2 separate regions of the Cyprinus carpio genome follow, and region 1 is linked to region 2. Evidence: chromatin contacts called from public Hi-C data. All regions are on one chromosome and are shown on one strand. The core of a region is the stretch at or near the end of the contact, and the rest is flanking DNA. Distances in the headings are between cores, read along the strand shown. Region 1 holds the start of LOC109096998 (parvalbumin beta-like). Region 2 overlaps LOC109106547 (serine/threonine-protein kinase LMTK2-like).

What was found. Hi-C and Micro-C count contacts between places; a contact is called where the count stands out from the background.
Region 1: a contact with region 2 is called in a Hi-C map of skeletal muscle, with 2.5 times the contacts expected there. The contact joins the promoter of LOC109096998 here to the enhancer-like site in region 2. A contact is called at or near these places in 4 of 8 Hi-C or Micro-C datasets (liver and skeletal muscle).

The regions. Positions count from the first base shown.
Region 1 is chrB3:33,137,146-33,144,754 of ASM1834038v1, reverse strand. LOC109096998 (parvalbumin beta-like) reads right to left here and starts at 2,515. Exons shown (of 5, transcript XM_019110691.2): 1 at 2,353-2,515; 2 at 1,874-1,940; 3 at 1,506-1,638; 4 at 1,313-1,422; 5 at 754-1,154. The coding sequence starts at 1,934. The coding sequence ends at 1,129. LOC109096999 (parvalbumin beta-like) reads right to left here. Exons shown (of 5, transcript XM_019110692.2): 2 at 7,587-7,609; 3 at 5,965-6,097; 4 at 5,781-5,890; 5 at 3,976-4,260. The coding sequence ends at 4,235.
Region 2 is chrB3:33,103,389-33,110,321 of ASM1834038v1, reverse strand. It overlaps LOC109106547 (serine/threonine-protein kinase LMTK2-like), which reads left to right. Exons shown (of 13, transcript XM_042721407.1): 7 at 3,067-3,197; 8 at 6,152-6,230. Among protein-coding and RNA genes, the nearest start is that of LOC109096491, 22 kb to the left of the region's middle. Within about 2 kb of position 2,196, at least 1 of the 8 cell types and tissues checked has an H3K27ac peak or open chromatin away from gene starts, as enhancers often do. A contact at or near this core is called in skeletal muscle, where this site is marked.

The DNA.
Region 1 (7,609 bases), core at 1,266-3,765, 34 kb before region 2:
AAGTTACACTACATCGATCTCTACTAAGGTGTCTCTTTTGACAACCCTCAGCTACTTTTAGTTTTAGTGTGTCAGACTCTAACTAGACTAGCATGCTATTTCAGCAGGAAGAACAAGTACAACTGCAGTACTATTTAAGGAGCATCACTGTATCCCTAAAAGGTTTACAGTAGTAGCTTAAAGATACACATTACTACTCTAAAGTACTAATATGCACCTTTTAGAGGTACAAATAGGTCTCTTTAAGGGTGCTGCTGTTTTCAGTGTAGATGCTAAAAGCCATTTTTGAATTTTAAAAAGTAAGTAAAAATGTGTGCAATATAGTTTTTTACAATAATAATTATCTTGGGCGTACACTTATTCTAAATATCTGCTTTTACTATCCATTCAGTCATTGTAAAGTAACGCCATCTAGTGGAAGAGTTGAGCTTAAACATAGACGTTTGTTTATTTGTGTATTTGAACAGATCAAAATCGATCAGCTTGTTGGTGAGTAATTACAATCTTTGTAATAGTTTCTTATAAATGTCTCTACTGTCATTTTTGATTAATTTTAATGCATCCTTGCTGAATAAAAATATAAAATTCGTTAAAAACTATAAAACAGCTATTTTAAATTAAGTTAAATAATTTTATGTGAACAGATAGGCTAGGCTTTGGCTTGTAAGTGAGTGATTATAATGTTTGTGAATATAAACGTGAGTCAAGGTGTTTCACATTTGCAGTAACACTGAATGAATGCATGATCCCAAATAATCCATCAAATATTTTTATTTTATTTTATTTCCTGAAATGGAAATGTGGTTATAAACTTTCTGCATACAGCTGGAGTGCAGAGCAGATTTACAAGAAGAAATGAAAAGAGGTCTATACTGAAAAAGAATATTTATTCTTTTCGTATCGTCCGTTCCCGTAAAAGTGCATCAGATTTTACAGTATGCAAAATTCATATTTAAGACAGGAGACACAACCGCTACATTCACAGTCATCGTTTTGACAGTGTGCTGCATGGGAGGAAACTTCTCATAAGCATCATGAGTATAAAAATTATTTATAGTAAGATGAAAATGGGAGGTCTTGGGCAAAGTTGTTCCTTCAGAGCAAGAGGTGTTGTTGGTCAGAAGCAATTTATGCCTTAACCAAGGCAGTGAACTCTGTCAGAAAGAAACAATCAACATGTTAAAATCACTTTTTTGTGTGTGTGTTTTAGTTAAAATAGTATGCATTTGATCTCATCAGCAGTGCATGGGAAGCATAGTGAGGTGCATTTGTTATTTCTATTTTTCAGTGCAGACGAGTGAATGTGACTGACCATCAACTCCGATCTTGCCGTCACCATCAGAATCTCCAGCCTTCAGGAAAGTCTTGGTCTCGCCGTCAGTCAGTGCCCTGGCCCCAGCCTTGAAGTTCTGCAGGAACAGTCTGCAAACGCACAGTTTGTCAGAACAGCTTGAGAAGCCAATCCAGTTTTAGTATTTTAAAAAAAAGGATTTGTTTGCCCTTACTTCAGTTCATCCTCCTCAATGAAGCCACTCTTGTCCTGATCAATGATTGCGAAAGCCTTCTTCACATCATCAGCAGACTTGCTGGTCAGACCGACCTTGGCGAAGAAAGTCTTGTGGTTGAAGGAGTCAGCAGCTGTGTGGGAAACACAGGAGCCTGATAAATACACACTCTTAAAGATCAAGGTGCTTCACGATGCCATAAAAGAACCTTTTTTGTCTAAACGGTTCCATAAAGAACCATTCTGTGGCAAAAGAAGGTTCTTCAGATTCTTTAAAGAACCTTTGACTGAATGGCTCTTCTATGACATCGCTGTGGCATCTCTTATTTTTGATAGAGGACGGTGTGTTGCTTTCGTGCTTTCTCTCACCCTTGCATGCCTCCAGTGCTGCAGTGATGTCAGCGTCGTTCAGGACTCCGGCGAAGGCCATCTTTAGCTAAATGGATGTTAAAACAGGAAATATTACACACAACTTTCATTGATTGATTTCCGAAAGCTCATATGCATTTAGTGCAGTTTGTCTCCTCTAAATACAAGGCTTAATCTAATCACATTTCATTTGTTTCATGCCATCAAGCATGCAAATCGCATACAAACTGCGAAAAGGGAAGCGTGTCAAATGTAGATATGAGTTACGAGGGTGTTAAATCCCAAAGAGTCCGGTGGTGTGTGTGTGACCACCAGCAGGCGAAATAAATAAATAAATAAATACAAAATCCTCAAAATGAAGAGAAAATTTAAGATGCAAAAGGTTTTAATTTCCATTATTGACTGCTCCGGAACTAACTGGATCCAGTTTTTTTTCTTTTCCTCTTGAGAGATAGACTGGGTCCGCCGTGCAAACTCACCTCTTTTGTCTTTTGGTGCTGAAGGTAGTTTCAGAAGACTCGAGCTGTGAACTGCAGTGATCTCCGGGCCCCGATCTCCCCCTTATATACCTTCAGCGACTCCAAATATGAATCGTAATGTAATAGACACCCGCCGGCCGAGGGGCCAGTTGACATGCGCCCTCTGTACTATATTTATCTTCAAAAATGAAGATGCTTAAAAGGTGCATTTGAAAAAAAGTCCATCATATACTCGCATGCTAATAATACACGCTGCTGATAGTGCATGGACATATTCCTATGGACACTTGCTCACCGGGTTATATGAAGGGAGACATTCGGGACACTTTTCAAAGGGGGATTTCTGTTAGTGCTCTGGGTATGGACTCTCCGGTTGTGTTTGCTTATATTTCTGGTTATATTGTTATTAGTTCCATGTAAAATGCATATTTGTTCATTCAGTTGTGATAGTTTGCATGAGGTTTTTGTTTGTGCTTGCAGAACATTAAAAATGTTCTGATTTCTGTTTTTTGTATGAAAAAGGGTAATAAAAAAATCTGTTTTGGTTAACTCCGTTCTTCATTTATTAGCATTATATGTTCATTAGCCTACTTGAATTTATGATATGTTAATCTTGAACTTGAACTGTACTGATATAAAGTTGCTAAATTAATATATGCTTGAAACTTTTTTCCATTGAACTTATCAAAAAGGAGCATATTAGCCTCTCTTAAGCTATTTTTGTGAATGTGCACAGTTTATTATAAAGCGTGTTACTATTAGTTCACTCTTGACAGTTGCATACAGCGTTCAAGCAGCAGAGAGCAGCAGAGTTCATCCAGCTATGGCTGGTTTTACAGTCAGAAACTCTTCTACTTGTTCTACACCGTCGAAAGATTAAACTGAAAGTTGTTTTATATTCGACACATACTCTTTTTAGCATTTCTAAGTAGACTAAAATGTCCGGGTTTCGGCTTTGTTTTCCTGTCGTTTTCAAACGTTCTGATGGAAAAATGACTGACAAGCAGTTTGGCCAATAGCGCGCAGGTATTGCACATAAGCGACCAATCGTGTGCAAGAAGGCGGGATCTACAGAGAAAGGTCAAAGCAACGCAAATACGAGCATGTATGGGGACTGCAGAGATATAAAATTTGGCAATTTTAGTCCATTTTGAAATCCTGGAGGACAAATGGTCACTCTAATATAGAATTAAGGATAATTCTATAAGTTGTATAAAAGCTAAAGGATTTAAATGTCTAATTAAGAATGTAAACAGTTTGATTCACCATTATGGTTAACAGCACATCATTGCAAGAGCATTGCCAGTTGCTCTAATGAAGTCGTGCCCATCGCAGGGCGTTTAATGGGTTTTGGAAGACTGAGCTTGGCTGTCGCTTTGTTTGAGTGTTCGATGAGCTATTCTGAGCATTCAAGAAGCTGCCATGGACTCTAATTGGGCATGCGAAAACTATCCTCTGCAAATCCCTTCCAGTGCATCTCAGCATATCTCCAGGCCTTCCCTCGGCCAGCCTCGTGCCAAGAGCGGCCTGCAGGACATCCCTGACTAAGAGTGCATTATCATGAGAGCCGCCCGGCGGGAGGACATCCGGTCGAAACCCAAAAGACTCTGCTTCAAAGACATGTTACACCAAAACTATATTTATTCCTCGTTTTTCACTCTTCCCCAGAAGTGCATTCAAGATTGTACATGTGCACAAGCCAATGGGCTTGAAATACAACATCCAACTAACACAAACAGTACCCTCATCCAGACACAAAACTGAGTCAACTGTCCAAAGTCAGTCATAAATTAGATCATATAAAAAAGTTCGGCTGAGAAAGGTGTGAGCTGTCGTGAGTTCTGGTTCCTTGGTATTGGAAGGGTCTTGGTCAGATGAAAATTTAAGCCTTTACAAGAGCAGCAAACTCTGTGAGATGAGACAGACATGAAACTAGCGTTAGGCAATTCTGCAAATATCACCAATTTCATTTTCAAATATGGTTAGTGTTGGTAAACTGCACTACTGCTCGTCATCCTACACTACAGTGGAGCTTCAGTGGATGCTGCCAAGTAAACAGACAGTGACAATAAGAAGAATGGTGAGAGAGTTTCGGCTCGGTTAATGCCACTCTTTTAACAACACTTACATTACAATTAATTTTTTTATCTATTTTCTTTAGTTTATATTTGGTTGCAAATTCTTTTTGTCAGCTTGTTAGCTAGGTAAAATAATCTAAAACACTATCATAGATGTTGTTAAAATCACAAGGATGATTTGTTATATATCCGTAAGAATGGGTTAACAAAAAGGTTATTGCAAACTGTCCTTGTAAAGAAAACTTAAAATTAGAATTAGAAAATGTTAAATAATGAATAATATCATGAATAATAAATATATATATATATATATGTGCATATGAATAAAAGTGTAAATATTAAATATATAAGCAAAAATAACATATAAAATTGGAAATTAATTATAAAAAAAAAAAATCAATTATACACATACATTATAAAAAATTAATATGCATTATACATTATACAATGAAAAAAAAAAATACAACTATATATAATCACAAATAAAAAAATTGAAAAACTTATTACAAACTCTAAGAAAGAATTGTGTGAAAAATGTCTAATAATATATCATTTGTAAAATGTCCATAGGAATGAATACATATAAGTAATTATTAAAATATGTATATGTAAAAATATGATTAATATAAAATATGCATGAATGAATAATGTGTAAATATATATGTAAAAATTACATATACAGTGAAGCACATTTCACTTTATTAATTTTTAAAAATTTGCACATTATATATATATATAAAGTATTTAAAGTAAATATTATATATATTATATATATATATATATATATATATATATATATATATATATTATATATATTTTTTTTTTTTTTTTTTTTTTTTTAATAAGTAAATATTAGAATATGTATGTGAAGATTTATATCTACAAATGTAAAAAAAAATTATAATAATTCACCTGGGTTGAAAATATTATTGCAAATTTTGTTTGTAAAGAAACGGAATAAATACATGTGTGGAATAAATATATATTTTAGTAAATATTAAAATATATATGTAAAAAATGTATATCTACAGTTATATCAAATTAATGTTTTTAACAGGCCAGTATAAATGTAGGCAGAGCGAGTAGAAATCTAAAGCAGAAATAATCCTTACTGTTGAGCCCTGAGTGATGGTATGTTGTGATATTACATGGGAAGAGATGCTAAATGAATAAAAAAACTACCACAAACAATTTCAGGCCTTCGATTTCCTCTGTCATTTACTGTAGGCTTATCCAAGCCTTCTCAAGCTCCACTACCAAGCCTAAAAATCCCTAGACTTCCTTTCCTGACTTCCTTTCTAGATCTCATCTGACATGTAAAATGGTGTCAAAATGGCATTTTTCATGTACCTTCAGCTCCAATCTTGCCATCACCATCACTGTCACCAGCAGACAGGAAGGCCTTGGTCTCTTTGTCGGTCAGAGCCCTGGCATCAGCCTTGAAGTTCTGCAGGAACAGCCTACAGGAAGAGCACAGGCCTGTTATTAACCCTGCGACCGCTGCTGTTTTAGAATGATTTATTATGATTCTCACTTCAGCTCCTCCTCCTCAATGAAGCCGCTGTTGTCCTGGTCAATGATGCCGAAAGCCTTCTTGACGTCATCGGCGGACTTGGCGGACAGGCCAACCTTGGCGAAGAAAGCCTTGTAGTCGAAGGAGTCAGCAGCTGTAGAAACACCTCATTACATCATATCAAAAAATTCTGTTATGATCATCATCACCACTATAAAATACTACAAAACACTCAAAAAATTGCACACTTTTAGCTTATTTTTATTTTTCACGTTTTGGAAGTCATCAAAAATACAGAAATATTATGTAGAAGTGTATTGACCAAAAATGTAACTAATAAAAACCATCATTAAGTGGTAACCTGCAATTGTTACCTATTTCTACCTGATTTCATCTATGAACGTATAGAAATTAATGTAGAAATGCATGTTTTTGCTTGATTTGGCAACATTAAGTAATATTGGATAAAACCAGTCAGTTTAGATGTTACCATTTTTTTAAATAGCGTTAAGGGAGTTCCTGTGTAATTTAATATTTAGTCCATTTCATTTATTAAAAAATTACTATTTTATTCCATTTTAAATATTTTTTTATTTTTTTTTTACTTTTTTAAAGAAACTCAATTTCTATAAAACAAATTTCAAGCATTTCTTTGGATTGTTTCAAAATAACTCAAATATAATATAATATAATATAATATAATATAATATAATATAATATAATATAATATAATATAATATAATATAATATAATATAATATAATATAAAATTATAAATGAGTTCCCTTATGTTTCTGTCAATACTGTTCAATTCATTTATTAAATTAAATTTATTAGAATCCTTTTTTATTATGTAGTTTTTGAAAGAAAAATACAAGATAAATTTAAATATTTTTTAAATTTAATGAATATTTAAATATAATCAGAAACCTTTAGATCATGTTTACAAATACCTGAAATGTTATATAATATAATATAATATAATATAATATAATATAATATAATATAATATAATATAATATAATATAATATAATATAATATGAGTTCCCTTATGTGCTGGCCACATGTTTCTGTCAATACTGTCCACTTCATTTAGTAAATATATTTATTAAAATCTAATTTTATTATGTAGTTTTCTGAAAGAAAAATACAAAATAAGCTTTAACAATTTAAGCAGAAACCTTTAGATCATGTTTACAAATACCTGAAATTTTAGATTTAAATTAAATTAAATTAAATTAAATTAAATTAAATTAAATTCAATTAAATTCAATTAAATTCAATTAAATTAAATTAAATTAAATTAAATTAAATTATAGCAAAATTAATTTCTTTAGCGCTATAATCTAAAAAACTATCAATAATTTAAACATTCAATAAAAATCTTAAACAATAATTAATTTTTTAATATAGTCTGAGTGTTTATTCATGTATATGAAATCTTTAGATTTAATTTAAGTTATTAATAATAGCCAAAACATCAGTGCATTCTGCAGTGCTTCACAGATCATTAGTTCACACGTATTAACAGTGCCATCTGATTAATATGTCTTCATATTTGCCTGTGACGTAGTTGCTAATGACTTCTACATGACAGTTATCATATTTACCCAGTTGTGATAAGCTGTAATATGAGGACTTACCCTGGCAGGCAGCAAGAGCAGCA
Region 2 (6,933 bases), core at 947-3,446:
GTTAGGAACATTCTGCACACCTGACCAGTTGTTAGGAACGATGTCTGTGGTCTGGGATCCTCTGGGCCTGAGCAGGTGGATGGCTTCGAGCCACACCGCCCGTCTCCAGAGAGACAGAATGAGCTCACTGCAGCCCACTGTTGCGTAATGCAGTCTGGGCCGTTTCCTTAGCTGGTGTTACGGCTCGGGTTTCGACCCAAGCTGTTCCTTCCCGAGTGTAGCTTCACACGAACCTAGAGGCTGAGACACAGAGCTGTTTAGTTGTACGGTCCTACAAAATCCCATCTAAGAAGAATAATGGAGAAGCTTGGGCATTTTAAAGACAGCTTTTCACTGCACAGTTCTGGCTCGATTCATCCCAGACCAGTTTGTGTGGGATGAGTATTCATATTGAGAGGTTTGGTTGAGGTAGTCATTGGTTGTATTCAGAATAGCATACTACTAGTATTATTTTCCAGAGTGTAGTATGTTTACTGTGGACAGTGCAGTTTTTTGACCTACTATGTTTGTCAAAATCTGCAGTATATAACAAGATCAGAATTCAGTGTGTTTACAACCACGTTTTCTCTTTTGAACCTCACATTTCTGTCTCTTTCTTGACTCAGACTGACAAATATAACAATATTTCCAAGATAATGGATCTCATTTGGCTAATTAAAAACATAACAATATTACCAAAATAAAGTAAAACAAACAATAACATTATCACAAAAACAAAAAAAAATCACCCTATACATACATTTTCAGTGTCACATGATCATTAAGAAATCATTCTAATATGCTGATTTGCTGCAAAAGAAACATTATTTTTGTTAGGTTCTTATAATTATCTGTGTTGTGCTGCTTAATAGTTTTGTGGAAACCCGGGTGCATTTAATTAACAGGATTCTTTAATGAATAGTAAGTTCAAAAGAACAACATTTTTTTAAAATCTAAATTTTTGAAACATAATTTCTTACTGTCATTACTGTCTTTGCTGATAAATTTAGTGCTTCCTTACTGGATAAAAATATTAATTTATTTTACAAAACTCTTGCCAACCCTAATCTTTTGAACAGTAGTGTATTTATACAGGTATGCAGTAAGAAGCACGCTAGTATTCCATTCTGAACATACTGCACCATCTCTCATAATGAGAGTCAGCTGCTGCTCTACTGATTTCCAGTTTGTAAGGTGCAGAGGAGGAAGTTCTTTTTTTAACACTGTATGTCCCATCACTGTGATTTTCATATTTTCCCTTATATTAAAATATATGCTCAACATGTCACTCTTCCGAGGTGTAGGGAAGCGCATTTGGATGGCTGATTTTCTTTGTGTTTCGCTGGTAACCGCTGGTAACCCTGACACAGTGCATTTTAGAGAGAAATATAGCTGCAGGGTGCAATTGGAGCTAGTTTGCAGAATGCCAGTTGCTCTCTGATTGAGTGACAGTCTCTCCTGTAAAGGCTTTCTTTAGGGAGCTGCACTAAGTGTATGCGTGTTTATGTTTAAAGGCAGACCAAGCCCCTGGTAAGATTTACTGAGATCTAAAAGTAATCGTATGTTTCTCAGTGCTGTGCACTTGAAATGACTTTAGGAAAAAAAAAAGAAATGTATCAGTATTATCCGTAAGCCATATATCACCCAAAACCAAAAGAAAGAAATTAGAATATTTGCTTGCTTTCTTTCACATTCATCCCTAAAAATTAGTTAGTTTGTTTTTTTTTTTCTCAGAATTTAATGTTAATCACCAATGAGAATAATGGGAATTACAAAGAAATGTTAAAAGTAAAATACAGTAATAATAATGTTGTCATATCATATGTGCAACAAGCTAAATCATACTAAAAATAGGTATCAGTTTCACTTGGCAAAATATAATTTTTCGTTTTTTTTCCTCTTTGGATTTTTAGAAAATTTGCCTCCTTTTGGGTGAACGTTTAGTAACTCAGATACGCTTTTAATCGTGTCATCATAGAGTGGTCATTATAACCAAAGAAGAATCATTTTTAAAAATGGATAGATGAAAGGCAAAACGGTTTGCCTAGCTTTATGTTCTGTGCAAACAAAGCTCCGTTACCAGCTTGCTTGCTTTACAGGTTGACTAATTTCACAGAAAGTTAATCATATATTACATGGCTGCCAGCTGTACCGCTCTTTTCTCCCGCAGCATTCCAAAGGGAGTACTTTGCACTGTGTCGCTAGGAGTCTGAGATATCCGGATCCTCTCCAGACCAGTGTCTACGTCCTCTGTGACTTGTGTAATAATACTCAGCCGTTGAGCGAGTAGACTTAAAATTGTTAAAACGGTTAAATGATTCATCTGACTAGTTAATATATATTTGTTTATTGATGTATGGTTATAAGCCAAAGCTTATAACAAAACAAAAATAAAAAAAAAAAAAAAAAAAAAATCAAAAAAAAAAAAAAAAAAAAAAAAATCAAAGCACAACCAAGAAAATCAAAGCAAATAGAAAAAAGCGAATCAAAGCAAAACAAACAAAACAAATCAAAACACAGCACAGTAAAAAAAAAAAAACAGAAAAAATCAAAACAAAAAGGAAAAATCAAAAAGCAAAACAGAACAGAACAAATTAAATCAAGTGAGTGACTTTTTAAAAACACCACTAACAGCATAAAATTTACTGGACACTCCAACTTATTTTAGAGTCCAACTGGCCTGTAGTCTCTGGCCCAGAAACCCAACAGAGCTGAACAGCCCTGATTTGCCCGCACTGTCTTACTGCTGCTTTTTTATTTTTAAATTACAGTGACACAGCATATAGTAGTCTCTATTAAACCACCTTTCCCTTATTTGGTTGAGTTGCCCATGCAGCAGAACAGCATCTGTACAGAGAGAGAATACTGCCCCTCTGTGGCTGCCGCCCCAAGTTACCTTTCACACACTGGCTGAAAATATAGCCTTCAAACAAACTTGATCATTTAAATCTGAGTGCTGTGATATCTGCTTCCCAAGATGCTTATATTCAGCAGATTGTTTGATTCTGTGGTCGTTAAATGTAATTGAGTGTGTTTGAGTCATGAATGTCCTGTAACTCTTGCCCTTGTGTTTGTGTTTTTGTGTCAGGGGACCTGAAGAGTTACGTTTCTAAGCATGAATGGCTGTACAGGAATGGAGAACTGCTACAGCTGCAGAAAATGGCCTGCGAGATCGCTGCTGGGGTCACCCACATGCACAAGCACAACTTCCTGCACAGGTTAACCATGCAAATATGACCTTCACTTCAATTTACATCTCAAAGAGGCACATACATTACATTTCCATTTCATTTCTCATTGGTTTGACATTGCTTAACCCTTATGCAAACATCACACAATCGTGTTTAAAGCAACTCATGGCATCAATCCGAATGCGTCCAATGCAGCTGCACGTGTGTGTTTTTGTTCAGCCTTTCTGCCTCTGCACTGGCTGGCCTCTTTTTTCCAAAAAAGGCCACGGTGCTGTGAAAGGCAACGTTGCACTTTCATTCTTCCCCTTCCAGTCTTCTGGAGGAAGGCTGAGTTATCTAGGGTGTCTTGCCATGCTGAGCGCGTCTGTACCCTCCCTCATGCTCAGAATATGCTGAAAGGTGTCCGATTGCACAGCTCCCCTGGATTATGGGGTGTTGGCTGTCCACCGCCGCTGAGATATGATGATTCTGTGGTTTTAGCGTAAGAGGATCCCCCCGAATGGGGCGCAGGGGGTGGGCGGGGTTATCTGGCCTTCAACTCCAAAGGAGGCATGGAGATTCCATGCTGTTGTTGTGGCTGTCATGAAAATACTTGAGCTCCTAGATTTTTGAATTCAGAGTTGATTTCCTGCCAAACGCTGTTTGACACTCCCACTGTGGACATCTACATGAGCTGGTTTAGCTGTCTGGAATGGTGCGAAGCCCAAAGAGCAGTGACATCTTTTTAGCCAATTGCATGTGCAAATGCAACTTTTTTAGATCGCTTATGCGCACAAAGGGGTGTTGAACCCTCATTGGTTAATTCATGGGGTCTGAGCATCAGAGGAGAACCAAAGGAGCACTTTAGATTTTGGTGAGATATTTTTATTTTTATGATTGAAGTAACTGGGCATCAGAACAGTAAAGTTCAGACTCCAGTAAAGTTCACTTTGGTGGAGTGACACCAAATCTCACCCTCTACTCAGGCAAGTGCACAGACACCCACTCAACATCAGGTGGCACTATAATAAGAATGTTTTACTAATAACTCCAGAACTGTATTAGCAGGAACAAATTTTACCTCCGATCCCCTAAGGTCTGGCAAATTTCAGTTTTCTGATTTAATTGAAAAAGTCAGTGTTGAATAAACGTCAAAAAAAAAAAAAAAAAAAAAGTCAGTGCTGTTGGTTCAAAACTTTGGGAAACTATACTTTGGAACGATTTGGGACATGGATATTGACATTCTGAGCACAATCACACACCAAATCAAATTACATCAACAGGAGATGCTACAGTATAGTTGAAGCATTGCCGTAACCATTAGATAATAACTGTATTCTTGTGCCAAAGTTGGAAATGTTCTCCCTTTTTCATTGTGCTTGGACATTGATAATTTGTGCTTAATTTGTGCTACATATATAATTTTTTATTATGCATATAGATTTAGCTTTTTTCTTTACTATTAATTTTTCTTAGCTTATTTCTTGTGTTTTTCTTATTGGCACCAGTGTTATTTTAGTACCAATGCTACAATAGTATCTACTTTATATGTCTAATAGTATAGTTTGTCAGTATTTCTAATAAGATTTTATATTTTTTGTTTTAACCGTAATTTTAGTCAAAGTTTTAGTAATTCTGTTGTGGTTTGCCTTTTTTTATATATGTTCATGTAATTTTTATAATTTTTTATTTATTAGTTTATTTATTTTTTGTTATTTTAATGCTTAAACGAAATGAAAAGGAGAAATGTTACTTTGGCAACTAGATTAAAATTATTTTATTTCAGTTAACATTTATTTCAAGTAACAGAAACATTTTTAATGGTTTTAGTTTTAGTTAAGGAGAATAACCCTGTGAATTTTCCATGTATGGCCAAAAGCACAGCTCTGCCTCTCAGTGACCCGCCAACACTACTGTATTTGCCCCTTTTGCCAAGGCCAGAGTGCAGCGTCTAAAATATCTGTCCATTTATCTTGCAGTGGTTTCAGTGAGCATGACAGTAGTCCTGTGCAGTGTGAGCACACTGCTAGTGTCAGCGGTTTCCCGAGAGAGGGTGTAAAAGAGACACTGCTCAGAAAAGATGGGCAAAGCTTAAATCAGAGCTGGCATGTTCAAGAGCTCAGTCTGAATGAGACACCATATGTCCTTCTGTCCCACTTACTGCCTCAGTAGGCATATTGTTCCCCTTTGGGAACAATATTCTGTTATTGTGCAAGTGGGTTGGGAAAAGCTCCAGCATTAGTGTTTTTGTTGCCCTGCCGAGCAGGGCTCAACAAGTAACCTGTAGCTCAGATTTGTACTTGTCCTGCCAGGATTTTCACTGACGTCACCAGAAAAAAAAAAATTAAATAAAAAATCTAAAAAATCAAATGAAGCAACATGGACACTTCTGCTAGTCTGTTCACAGTAACCTTTGGGTCAAACCACACTGCAAAACACACTCACTCATTACCTCTGGCATGGTGTTGGAAAACAAACAAAAAAACAGACTCACTCACGACTTAATTGTGTGTTCACACTGTCAGAATGCACTTATACTAATTGGACACATAGTGGATAGAGACGATGACAACTTTGCAGTGGGTTTGTATCTGGTCATTAGCTCAAGGCCAATTTAAAAGAGACGACAACTTGCAAATCATATTTTAGTTAGGAGTGATAATTTAAGCTAGTTGTAAATAGGAGAAAAAAATCCGGATCTCAGGCTTTCTTGTAAAAATTGACATGCCATCTATTATATCTTGTGGCATTGGTTCCCAATCACAAACCGTACATAGTCACTAAATGCATGTTATTGATTTTGTGAATGATCCATCCATTAATTGACCTTACAAGTTATTAAAATTAAATGCTTCATTTAAATCATCACCACTTTAATAAGATCTATATGTGTTATTTTAATATTGCTAATGTAGGCAGTATAGTCAATACATAACACTATGAGAGAACTAATTTAAATGTGAATATGTTTTTTAAAGTCATGCTCCTATCTTCCTTCATAGTGATTTGGCTTTGAGGAACTGCTATCTCACAACAGACCTGACTGTCAAAGTAGGAGATTATGGCATTGGCCCTTCTAAGGTAAGGGCACGATCAAATTTTTGCTTGCAAAGGCGATTAACATCACCACAGAGGATGACCAATTGTAAAGACTCAGTTTTGTGTGAGCTGCATGGGGGGGTGATTTTTGATATGATATAACACTTTCCATTGCAACAATATTTCTTCTTTCTTCCCACCAGGATTACAACACCACAAAAGACGACCAACTTGCCAGGAGGATTACATCACCACAGAGGATGACCAATGTGTAGCACTGCGCTGGCTTGCCCCAGAGCTGATTGGATGGGGGTGCGAGGTACGTAACTCAAAATCATAGTTAACCTATGTTTAGTTGGGTAACAGGATGCACTTGTCTATACGGGTACGTATGTGCCGTCTCACAGCAAATCATAGTTAACCTATGTCTAACAGCAGCATAACATCATAGACCCACTAAAAAGAAATTGAGAAAAAAAATTCTTAAAAATAAAAAAAAAAAAGTAGTAGTAAAAAAATAAAAAAGGTATTGTGCCGTATCAAAACATCAGATAGATCCGATACCACAGAAAGAGACAGATCGCTGCTGATGGATGCAAAAAACAGTAGTAATGTTGTGCCGTCTCACAGCAGCAGAAGATCGGAGACCTCTGAAACAAAGCTCACACATCAAAAGTCCTAATACACTTACATAAACCTCTAAAAAACACACACCGCCCAAATTTTATGAATCCAATGTCATACA